Regions from separate parts of the Hordeum vulgare genome. Here region 1 is linked to region 2. A link is a contact called in public Hi-C data. All regions are on one chromosome and are shown on one strand. The core of a region is the stretch at or near the end of the contact, and the rest is flanking DNA. Distances in the headings are between cores, read along the strand shown. Region 1 holds the start of LOC123425962 (transmembrane E3 ubiquitin-protein ligase FLY1-like). Region 2 holds the start of LOC123425958 (peptide-N(4)-(N-acetyl-beta-glucosaminyl)asparagine amidase).

Region 1 (6,217 bases), core at 1,170-3,669, 740 kb after region 2:
ATTGGGATTTCATGCTCGTGCCCTTGTTGAGAGGTATGAGACCTTCGACAAGATTCTTTGTCTACAAAGTAAGGGAGAAAAGCTCAATCGTTAGGCATGTGCTCAGATTGTCTGAGTGCTACAATCGCTTGAATTGAGTGGGAGTTAATCTTCCATATGAGATAGTGATGGTTCTTCAAAGTCACTGCCACCAAGCTACTAGAGCTTCGTGATGAACTATAACATGTCAAGGATACATATGATGATCCTTGAGCTATTCGCAATGTTTGACACCGCGAAAGTAGAAATCAAACAGGGGCATCAATTGTTGATGGTTAGTAAAACCACTAGTTTCAAGAAGGGCAAGGGCAAGAAGGAATACTTCATGAAACGGCAAACCAGTTGTTGCTCTAGTGAAGAAACCCAAGGTTGAACCCAAACCCGAGACTAAGTGCTTCTGTTATGAGGGGAACGGTCACTGAGGCAGAACTACCCTAGATACTTGGTAGATGAGAAGGCTGGCAAAGTTGACAAAAGTATATTGGATATACCTGATATTGATGTGTACCTTACTAGTACTCCTAGTAGCACCAGGGTATTAGATACCGGTTCAGTTGCTAAGTGTTAGTAACTCGAAATTATAGCTACGGATTAAATGGGTACTAGCAAGGGTGAGGTGACGATGTGTGTTGGAAGTATTTCCAAGGTTGATGTGATCAAACATCGCACGCTCCCTCTACCATCGGGATTGGTGTTAAACCTAAATAATTGTTATTTGGTGTTTGCGTTGAGCATGAACGTGATTGGACCGTGTTTATTGCAGTACGATTATTCATTTAAAGAGAATAATGCTTATTCTATTTGCTTGAATAAATACCTTCAATGGTTTATTGAATCTCGATCGTAGTGCTACACATGTTCATAATATCGATGCCAAAAGATACAAAGTAGTTCACGCCCCGTGTCGCCCTCCTCTGGCGACCCGGGGGGAGAAATCCCAGATCCGCCGCCATCTAGCCTCCCCTTCCCTCCTCTCCTCGCATCGCCTGAGGGGCTCTCCGACGAAGCCCGACCGGCTCCGGGGATGGCGGCGACGGGGCATTTCTTTTGGCCCGCGGCGGCTCCAAGAAGCAAATCCTCGGTCGTCGGTCGATTGTCGGGTCTCGGGCTGGTTCTGCTACGAGGAGCGGTGAAGGTGGCCGTCGGTGGACCGTGGAGGTTGCAGACGCGGCTCGTTCCGTGGGCGCGGGCGTGCGACGGAGGTCGCTTGTGGGATTGTCAGATCTGGCCCGCTCCGGGCTGATGGAGGGCTTTGGTGGCTCCAACGGGGGCTCCTCGTCGGGCCAGCCGCATGGGGCATATCCTAGGCGGGGGCGTTGCCTGGCCTCGGGTGGGGAGGCAGCGACGGCTGCGAGCAGGTGGGCGGGCCAGATCTGGCCGCGTCCTGGCTGCGTTGGGTGCATGGGTCGCCTTTGGGGTGGCCTGAGGTGACCGTGCACGATGTGCTAGAGTGGAGCGGCGTGTGGTCTGATGGTGGTGGTGCGGCGTTGGGTGCAGATCCTCCGGACGAAAGTCTTGCTCGATGCAGGTGATGGCAACATCCGTGGATGTTGTTTTCCTTCTTGAAGGCATCACCAAGGAGATTTGTCACCCTTTTGCCATTTGGGATCCATTCTTCGGGTGGAAACCTAAATCTGCCTCGTCAGATTGGCAATGGGGCGGCCTTGGCATCCTTACTTTGTTGGAAGCATTGTTTTGGAGAGGTTCTTGGTCGATGCACCCGGTTGGTGATGGTGGTGGAGTATGCGTTGTCGCGTCCGTTCGTGGCTTGCCGTTGCACGGTGGTGGTGGTAGCAGAAGCTCGATGGCTTGCGGGGATCCTCGAACAAGTCGTGTTTGTCCTCCTTTCGGGGTCGGAGCGGCACATCTTCGCCTCTCTTCGGAATGTCTTCTCTCTTCAAAGTCGGTGAGGTTGATGAACACACTTGTGGCGAACATTTTCGATGATGGCGCTGTCTGTTTTGTTTCAGCAAAGTCGAAGTCGTCGGGTCGTGTGTGCGACGGGTGATATACAATGACTCTGTAACGGGGCTACGGTGTGCTTTAGTCTATCATGTTTAGTTTGCCCGACATCTTCATATCGGTTAGCCTAGTAGAGCTAGGTGGGGTTGTCTGTTGTACAGATTTTCATCTGATTTTCCTTTAATAAACCGAACAGTTTTTGTCGTTGGCGTATTTTTTCTGAATGGAATCTTAGCATCTCGTGCTAACTTAAAAAAAAAAAAGCAGGCCAGGCCCCTGGGGTTGAGACGGACTGACCAGTTGCCCGCCACACAGCCAACCACCCCCAGCCCACCCCACCCCCACACGGCAGCGAATCCATTCCCCACCCCCACACGGCAGCGAATCCATTCCCCACCCCCACCAGCAAAAGCTTTGCTTGGTGTCCGCCGAAACAAAAGTCGCCGTCGCCTCGCCTCGCCTCGCCTTTCGACGTCATCTCCTACGCCCCGCCCGTTTGACTCCTTTCGTCTCCTTCCCCTTCCATTCCCTTCGTCTCGTAGGTTTAGCGCCCCACGCGAACCCCACCGTACCAACCCCACCAGCGGGCGTCCCTCCCGCAGCGGTTGCTCTGTCGGCTTCCTGCTGCCCCCGCTCCCTTCATGGTGGCCGCCGAATCGTGAGGCTGCGCTCAACGATCAGAAGATGAGGCGCTCTGCCGGTGTGCTGAGGGCCGCTGTGGCGGGCCTCTTTGTGCTCGGCCTCGCCCTCCCTCCGCTGGCCGCGTCGCTGCGGCCTCTCAGGGAGCGCGTCGCGTCCGCCGGAGCCGCGGCCTCCTCCGGATCGTGGGCCGATGAGGTCAGGCGCTCTTTGATTGTTAGACCTGCAAGTTTCCCCCATTTTCTTTAGTCAAGGGTTTTATGCTAATTTGGCCCTTCCGGTAGATCAAATTGGAAAGACAAAATGGGCAACCGTATTTGTCTTGGGCTTAATTTTGTGTCCGTTGGTGTAAATTTTTGTGCTGCGTTATACTCGTGCTTATATTGAACTTAATAATCGTGCAACAGCAACACTTGCTTTTATTTCGGATTCTAACTAGACCTTTTCACTCCAGATAGTCATTTTAATTGGATGCCTGCATGTTCTATTGACTATACATTTTCACCAAGTAATGGTGGGAGTTAAAGTCTGGCATGCATGGCTTACACTGCGGTCTTGATGCTCCATTTCGCCGGACAGTAGCAAATACTGATACAGCAAGCAAAATAATAGCGACTTCTTCATTTTACGATGTTAGGGTTTACCAACATCCATATATCTAGAACTATGAATTGCGGTTTTATGTATGGAACTGACCTTAATGCTCATCATCGCGGTGTTTATGCAGCATGCATTCTACAAGAGGGATGATAATGACATGAGCCCATATTCATGGAATATTACAGGAATATATAAAGGTACTCTCTCTGTTCACAAATATAAGATGTTTTTGATATTTGAATGTGGACTACATACGGACTGAAATGAGTGAACAAACACACTAAGACGTGTCTATATACATCTGATTCACAAAAAAGTTAGAACATCTTATATTTGTGAACGGAGGGAGTAACTCTTATCTGATAATAGCTATGCACTAGGTTATTTGACCTACCTATTGGTTTGTCTGAGTTTTGTATCCCAGCAAGCTATGGTGTTAGCTTGTCTTTGTGTTGCCACTGGTCCACTGCACAATTACATTAGGAGATGTGTAGCGGCCTTAAGGTCTTGAGTTATTAATATCCTATGTACAATGTGTGGCTGTAGGCAAATGTTGTGAGGATTGCACTTGATTTCTTAAGTATTTTGTGCAAAAATTTACACGGTCAGTGCTATTGGATTTTTTCTTTTGATGCTAAAAGTAAGCTTGTTTCTTCGAGCCGCATCATACAACTTGGTGCTGTCATATGACTCATATCCTCACTGCAGTTGGTTTGTTTACTACTGATGTTGAATTATGACATACTTACATGTCCTCATTGGTTAACTGCCGCAACAGATAAAGGATAGTGGTAGATTGTATTTCCCTCCATACCACATTCATAGTTTTGTTTTAGTAACCTCAATTAAATGCTCACATCACACCTTTTTCATTTATCATTACCATCATTTGTTTTGTTATTATGTTGAGGATGCTACTACTTACCTAATTGTCTGGTTTATGTACTAATGCCATCATATCATGGTTCAGGAAGTTGGAGCTTTGCTGGGGCCACAAATGGCTCTTCCAGGTTTCTTGAATTTGTGACATCTAAAGGTGACTCGGTTTTAGAATTACTGAGTACGTCAACAAAGATAAGCGGGGTACACTATGTTCAGGTAAAGCAAGATCCTTTCTTATGCCTTATGTTACCACGTGAAAATAATGTGTTTTTGTGTATGATGGGTCATATTTAACTGTAATCATGGACATTATTGTGATGTTGACCTCTTTCCTATGCATGCTCTGCTGGTCATTTTCCTTACCTTGATGTGTTAACTATTGTTGACAGGGAACAATAACATTCCATGATGTTATTGACAAATCTCATGATCGTGGGGTTGCTCAAATAAGGTTAGAAGGTGTGTATATATGGCCTTTTAGACAACTTCGTTTGGTGGCAAACAGGTACATGTTCAACTTTATTGTATTTTTTTTTCATAACTGAGAGGCTTTTTTTTTGTGAGAGCCAAGATGCCTTGTTTTCCTTTTGTGAGAGCTATCACAGACTTTGTTTGACCTTTGGTTCTCCTACCTTGGTATTATAGTATGTGCTACTAATTGCATCTACCTTAAACAGTGGAATTATTCGAGTGCATCAGACTCTAATAATAAAAATTGCACAACAGCAAAAAATACATATTTATTCTACTCTGCCCAGTAAGGACATTTGCCTGTTTCCTGAATGTAAACCTTGGTTAACAGTCAATAACCACCCTTAGCTAGCAAGTACGGACCTCACAGACTTTTTTTCCATGTTCCATGTCTCCTGGCTCATTGGCTAGTGCTCGTCGTATGCTCTGTAACAATTTCACACATCATGATTCTTCGTGTACATATATCAAGTTCAGTGACACCCATGATACTTATGTACATACATATATTCATGTCAATATGTGCAACTAGAAACACATGATCAGTTGGTTACGGTATGCAAGCTTAATTACCTCGACTACTGTGAGTTAATGATCACCAGGTTATCCGTCAGATCCTCTTTTTTGTGTGCTATGTTGCATAACTGAATGCTTGTAATTAAGTACTGCAGTCTAGGGGCTCTTTATTTACAACAAGGGAGGGTGATGTTTCATTGTTGAAGGCATTTTATTATTGGAGTATTATAGATTATGTTGTGGCATATGCGAACATTCTCATATGTGTAGGTAGTTTGTAGATCATCTTATTCCCATACTATCTAACAGAGTTGTATTGATTCTTTTTAGCGGCGCAGATGGTGAACCACTTCAAGAAGAGGATTACTTCTTGTCAAATCCATACCATCTGGTAAGCAGACGAATTTTCCTTGTTTTGTAGGGGATTACTGCATTCCACAATCCTGTGTCCCACTCAGCTGTCTTTTGATGCCAATGTAGTGCTATACCATTTACCTTCATATAAAAATAGAACAGAGCCCTCTTGAAAGTTATTAACATTATCATGAAGTAATCTTGCCTGATAACAACAGTAATAAGGCCCCCTTTAAACTTAATGAACATGATTTGCTATATATTCAAACTTCCTATTTTTTAACAGCTGCGGATTTTCTCCTCTCAAGTGTTCCAAGATTCTTCTGAAGAGAAGAACCGAAGGAAGAACTGTAAGATTTTATTATTTCTACACTGAATATTCCCTAGCAGCAAATGTGGATGTGACCTTGATGTTTGCTACTTCTTCCGGATCAGCTCTCACACATGACATGGAGAAACATTGTAACATAGAAATAGCCGCTAAAGTGGTCCGGGTGTCATCTAACCAAAATGGTACTGAATTTTCTTATAGTGTTGCTCAATTGATTTTCTACTGGTAATTTTCATCAAGTTCTACATGTGCATATTTTAATTTTCTCATCATCCAACAGTATTGAGATAGTAAGTGCTTGAGTAATAAATACCTATTTTTAAGTAGAAGGAGATCATGAGAAGTACCGATTGGAGGGCTTGATGGAAAGTCCAGCAGTGGATGATGATGGAGAGTGCTTCTCATCTATCTTACTAAATTCAA
Region 2 (5,926 bases), core at 880-3,379:
TTACCATCCAACGGCCGTATCAATTTTTCCTCCCCGTGCCCTTTTCCCAGAGAGAAAAAATGCAAATAATCCCCGTAATATGTATGACATCTTCTCTCGCACGCGGCCAGCAGCGGATGAAGCGTGATCTCCAGCATGACCACATTGTGACATTCATACACGTACGGTCGCATGGCCAGGAGGATGAAGAACAGTAACAACATGTCGTCGCACCACAGCTTCATGTCGTCTAAGTATTGGCGATCGACTTTGGGTTGCCCATGGTAGCGGGCGGCTGCGACTGGCGGCATATCAATCTCGACCAATTCGTGTCTCACCATGCCGGGGTTTTTGCACACCATAAGCTTGAACCACCTGGACGGTGGACATGCCCAGCGCCAACGTCACCGACACGGCGAGGAAGACGATCAGATCAATCCCGCCAGGGCGCCTCTTTCCTTCGCCGCTGGGACGCGTAAGGTGAGTTGTGCGACGAGGAGGTCGGTCGGTACCCAGCAAAAAGATGGCCATAAAGTACGGACGAGCAGCGAGCCTATGTGCGGCCGTCCAGCGAGCGCTTGCCGCCGACACGCCACGCACTCCTTCGTGGTGCCGCACGAATGACGTGAAGGGCGAGCATTGTAGGGACTTGGAGCCCCGTGTGTGCAATAGCTCAACGAGCTTACGAGGATCTCCGGCCATGGGTTTTGACGCTTCGTTATTACAGTTGTATAAGTACGGGAGGGAGACCAAAATACGCAACTATTGTTTGCCTATCATTTTTATGGACAAATTGCATAAGGGAGGAAAAATGATTCGGCCGTTCGATGGTAAATGAACGAGTCGGGAGCACGGATTGGAGCACGCTGTGGGAGCAGGCAAGCCTCGTCCGTTTATCCAGTGGAGCAATCAAACAACTTCTATTACCAATTCCAGTGTTTCCAATTCCTGTATGATTTAGCATGTCATGACTCATGATATCCTATTCCTATGTTCAAAAGGGGGTCAATATTTGGACTTCCTTCTCTCCCTTTTCCCCTAGGTGAAGTACTCAAGTATTTAAACAAGGGATGCAACTGTTTGCTGCCCTCAAACTACATTTATGCAAGTTTGAACAGATGCATGTAGACTTCATGAAAATCAAGCATAACTCTTGCCCTTTTCACTGCCCAATCAAACAGAAGTGATCTCAAACAGATGTAAACAGTACAAGACCTGTCGATACCATCCAAACTGCAATGCAGTAAAATGCAGTGCCCATGTTTCACCCTAGTCCTACCCCAAACTCCAAAGCCACCGCGTGAACTAGATTACCAGATCAATCTGCACACTAACCAGGAGCAACTCCTGGACCAATTCCATACCGCATTAGACCATCCGATACAGCCTGGGATGTCATAAAAACCGCACCTGAATCATCCTCGTGAGCTCCTCGTCGGACTTCTCCTGCGCCCTCATAGCTGCAGCCGCCGCTGCGTCCACGTCATCCCCCTCGCCGATGGGTACGAGGCGGGTGACTTCGGAAATAGACTTGAGGTCGGTGACGTCGTCGACCACGGAGCCATCCGCCTCCACCTCGATCTGCACGGGCACCACACCGGATCAGAGTACAGCGGAGCTAAAGCACCATCTGATCGCGGGGTGTGTGTGGTCTGGAAAACTGCACCTCAATCAACCTCTTCAGTTCCTCGTCGGACTTCTCCTGCGCCGTCGCCGAAGCCGAAGCCGCGTCCGCGTCCTCCCCCTCGTCAATAGACACGAGGCACAGGCCATCGGGAATTGACTCGAGGCCTGTGCCGTCGTCGACCACGGAGCCATCCGCTTCCACTACGATCTGCACGGGCATCACATCGGATCAGTGAACAGCAGACCGAAAGCACCCCGGATGAACGCCGGGTGTGTGTCGTCGGGGCGGGGATCGAACCTTCTGGAGGTCGGGTGGGACGGAGGTGAGCGAGAAGATCTGAAAGCGCAGGACGTCGAGTCCGTCGTCCGTGTCGTACTCGACCTCGTGCTCCTCGCCGGCGGAGGCCTGCCGGACTACGAACCTGCGAGCCACCATAGCGTTATCTCTGTGGACCACGTCGCGACGTAGTCCAGGGCCTCAGGGGGTTGCGTGACAGGTGAGACGAAAGGTAGTGACTGAAGCAGCGCATCAGGGTTCACATCATTTTACATATACTAGCAAAAGGACCCATGCGTTGCAACGGGAGAAAGAAATACCACACGGCACATACTCTTAATTTATAAAAAATGTCTATAATTTGAGAATTTATAGTTACGATACAAATAAAGATGGTCTTATCCTACAAAAATGGAGTTCAAAATTTCACAGGTCTTTTATTTTAACATGGCTTGCATGTAGATTTAATACGTACAAAGAATCAGTCAAGTGACCTTCAGTTTCATCTCTAATCCTGATTTTGTTGACGTGTTCATTCCCAACCTGGATGAGTACCGGTATGAAAGAAAGACGAATAATGACTTATTTATTAAGATTGCACCCTAGATAGTATTTTTATTAAACATTTAACAGATAAAATAATATCATATTTAAATTCTACATATTTTTCTAATCAAATTCCATGTATAATATGTTAAATTTGGAGTTACGGTTTAAAAGATATGAGTATTTAAAAAAATATTTAATATATACCACGAGGTTAATGTCATAAACAGTAAGGGCTTTTTTGTAAAATCACCTCGGTGGGTTTTTCGACGGAAGCAATAGCCTCTTTATTATTAGGTAAAGACTAGCAAAAAGGCCCCGTGCGTTGCAACGGGAGAAAAAATACCACATCCTTTTAATCTGTTTATAATCATTTTGATTTATTATAAAATAATGATGGAGCGCGGGTTGAATAATAAAAATTATAGGGGCTTTTTTATAAAAATGCCGCGTTGGTTTTCCGACGGAAGCAATAGCCTCTTTATTATTAGGTATAGATTTAGGGCTCCTTTGATACAAAGGAATTTTATTGGATTTTTGAAGGATTTGGATCTTTAGGATTTTTTCCTACGATGGTCGTTTGATTCGTAGGATTGAAATCCTTTGGAATTTTTTCATAGGATTCATTTGTACTACATTTTGGAGAAAAAATTTCATCCACTCAAACCTCTTTGTAGAATTTCTTTGTTTTTCTTGTGCTATCAAACACACTTCCAAACCCTGTAGTATAGAAAAGGACATGCCACTCTATTCCTATGTTTTTCCTATTCCTGCATTTTGAGAATCCTACGAATCAAAGAGGCCTTTAATGGGGACCGTTTCCTACCCGCGCGCCGGTCGGCCCCTCGCGCGCGGGGGCGCTTGCAACATTTTTTCCACCCGCGCGCTTCTCTCGTCAATGGATGCAACATTTTTTCGTCTAAATATGTTGCAATCAGCATCATTTTTGCTGCAAGCGTTTTTTACTATTTTTTGTCTTAGTAAAAAAGCTGCATATATGTTTGGTTGCAACTCCAGTTCGTCGGATTTTTCGTTACAATCGATGTTTTTACTTTTTGCTACAACTGTGTTAATTTTTGCTACAACCGGCATCATGTTTTGCTGCAACCGTTCACTAAAAAAGTTGCATACACGTCACGTAAATATTTGTTACAACCGGTGTTTGACTTTTGCTACCACGTACCATCATCTTCGTTTTTTTGCTACGATCACGTAGATATTTTTTTGCTACAAATTTTGTTTTTTGTTGCAACCGTTGAAAAAATTGTTGCATCGCATCGAAATTTTACTGCATAGGGGAAAAAATATTGCACGCGGATCCAACGGTACGGACGACGCAGGGTTGGTGGATCCTGCGGCTCGCGCGCGGCCGGCCGAAAGTTTGGGCCGGTGCGCCGGCGCAGATCAGTCCCCATATTTAATTGAACGACATGTTCGTGCGTACAACACTCAAACCACGAGTACATGAGTTCACTTCAAATATTGTATGTTTTGAATTACAAGACTTCTAAAAGAAATTCTAAAGGCGCATAAATGTTGGGCCGTCAAAACATCATGCATAAAAAATAGAGGGAGAATAGACTATTCACATCAAATACTTCTGTTTTTAAAGTTGGAGCTAGCTGAAAGCCAAACAGTATAAAACTGCTTTAAGGTGGAGCTACAACTCCTCGGTGGAACTGCTCCAAAGTGAAGTTGGTGGAGTGAAGCTGATTTTTTTGAAGTGGAGTAGTTCCAAACAGGCCCTTATTAGGCCAACTCCAACTCAGACTATGAGGGTAGGAATGGGGCGTGTCCGCGTGAATTTGGATTTGCTTCGGTTAGAACAAGTCCAACGAGATATCCAAATGAACGACGTTTTTGTCCGTTTAGGTTGGCTGCCCGTCCGGCGTCCGTCCTGTTTTAGATTTGGATCGGCAGTGCGTCCAACGCGCCTAACCATTTCATGTATATACATAAATTTTTAAAAAGGCTCGCAGCCATAGATCATGCCAGCAGCCATGTCTCATGCCGGCACCATGCGAGCGCCGGCATACAATCACCTCACAGTTCATGTTGACGCACTCGCCAGCGGCCGGCACACATGCCAGCACACAAAAAAGAGGTGGGACTATCATGCCATCGTGGCCCCGTGGTCATGCCAGCACACCTGCCGACATAAAAAAAGGCTCGCGGCCATAGATCACTCCTCGTTGAACTTGACCATGTTCGAGTGCATCTTCTCGAATCATGACCTCTTCCTTGACGACACGGTGTTGATATCCACCCCGGTCATCATGTCTCGTCGGGACCGTAGCCAGCGGCCGGCGCACCACCATCGAAGATCAAGTTATGCATGTAGTCCTCACCGCCGCCAGCCAACATTTTGTTGAACAGGTTGCGTGCGCCCGGCAGCACGTCGCCTGGCATCTGTTACGCGCGTTTCCTCGTGCCTCCGTATGACGAGCCACCGGCCACTAGTGTGGCGTTGAGGTCGATGGGCGCGGGAGCGGGCGTGGAAGGTTGTAACGCCCATGATGTGGTCTTATCCTTATTTTTGGCGTGAGGGCCTCGACAAGGATAGAAACGCATCGCGTCGTTTCGCAAGAATGGATATCGCTACAAGTACATGTACTGAAAAAATGAGCATAAAGAGTTGGCTTACACTCACCACAAGCTACATCAGAGTCACATCAATACAATACATACAATCATCACGAAGAAGAGCACGGTCCGACTACGAACAAAAACAAACGATAAAAGAACGATGGCGATCCTTGCTATCTCAGGCTGCCGGCCTGGAACCCATCCTAGATCGATGAAGAAGAAGAAGAAACTCCAAATAGCACGATTAGTGTGCTCACGTCAAAGGAACCCTTTGCCTGTACCTACAACTCGTGTTTGTAGTAATCTGTGAGCCACAGGGACTCAGCAATCTCATTTCCAAAGGTATCAAGACTAGCAAAGCTTAATGGGTGAGGTAAGGTTAAGTGGTGAGGCTGCAGCAAGCGACTAAGCATTTATGAGTTCTGCCGATTCGCGAACCAAGCCTTCCTCTCCAGTGATGTGTTGGTCTTGTCCACGCTCATGAAAGCAAGTGCCACCTCTTTAGTTTTGGTGTCCGCCATAGTGGCATCGATCTTGAGCTTCTTAAGCTAAGTGGCCTCCTCAATGTGAAGCTTCCTCTTCTTTGTTGCCTCCTCCATGTCAAGCTTCCTCCTTTCTGTGACCTCCTCCATGGCAAGCTTATTCGTTTGGAGCTCTATATATATCTTTGTTTGCTCCTCCTTTCCTTTGCTCCTCCTCTCGTCCCTCGCTTCCTTTTGGCTCATCATGTTCTCCAAAGTGCCTTGCGAGGCAATGAAGACGCACCACGCCTCTCATCGGCTTTTGAGCTTGTCTTGCCCCTCGGTCTCTTGAGCAAGTCTCCCTCGTCAGCCACAGCCTTCTTCCCTCCTTTCTTCTTACGAGCAACATATTGGTCTTTGAACTTAGCACAATCTATGATGAGCACCCAAC

What was found. A called contact is a pair of places that touch in the nucleus more often than the background predicts.
Region 1: a contact with region 2 is called in a Hi-C map of seedling, with 7 times the contacts expected there. The contact joins the promoter of LOC123425962 here to the promoter of LOC123425958 in region 2. A contact is called at or near these places in 3 of 6 Hi-C or Micro-C datasets (leaf and seedling) and 1 of 1 datasets of contacts at active chromatin or transcription factors (embryo).

What each region holds. Positions count from the first base shown.
Region 1 is chr2H:235,500,317-235,506,533 of MorexV3_pseudomolecules_assembly, forward strand. It overlaps LOC123425962 (transmembrane E3 ubiquitin-protein ligase FLY1-like), which reads left to right and starts at 2,420. Exons shown (of 15, transcript XM_045109739.1): 1 at 2,420-2,838; 2 at 3,368-3,437; 3 at 4,211-4,338; 4 at 4,512-4,627; 5 at 5,440-5,500; 6 at 5,750-5,813; 7 at 5,899-5,976; 8 at 6,119-6,217. The coding sequence starts at 2,686.
Region 2 is chr2H:234,763,500-234,769,425 of MorexV3_pseudomolecules_assembly, forward strand. It overlaps LOC123425958 (peptide-N(4)-(N-acetyl-beta-glucosaminyl)asparagine amidase), which reads right to left and starts at 2,130. Exons shown (of 17, transcript XM_045109736.1): 1 at 1,904-2,130; 2 at 1,646-1,813; 3 at 1,390-1,560. The coding sequence starts at 2,041.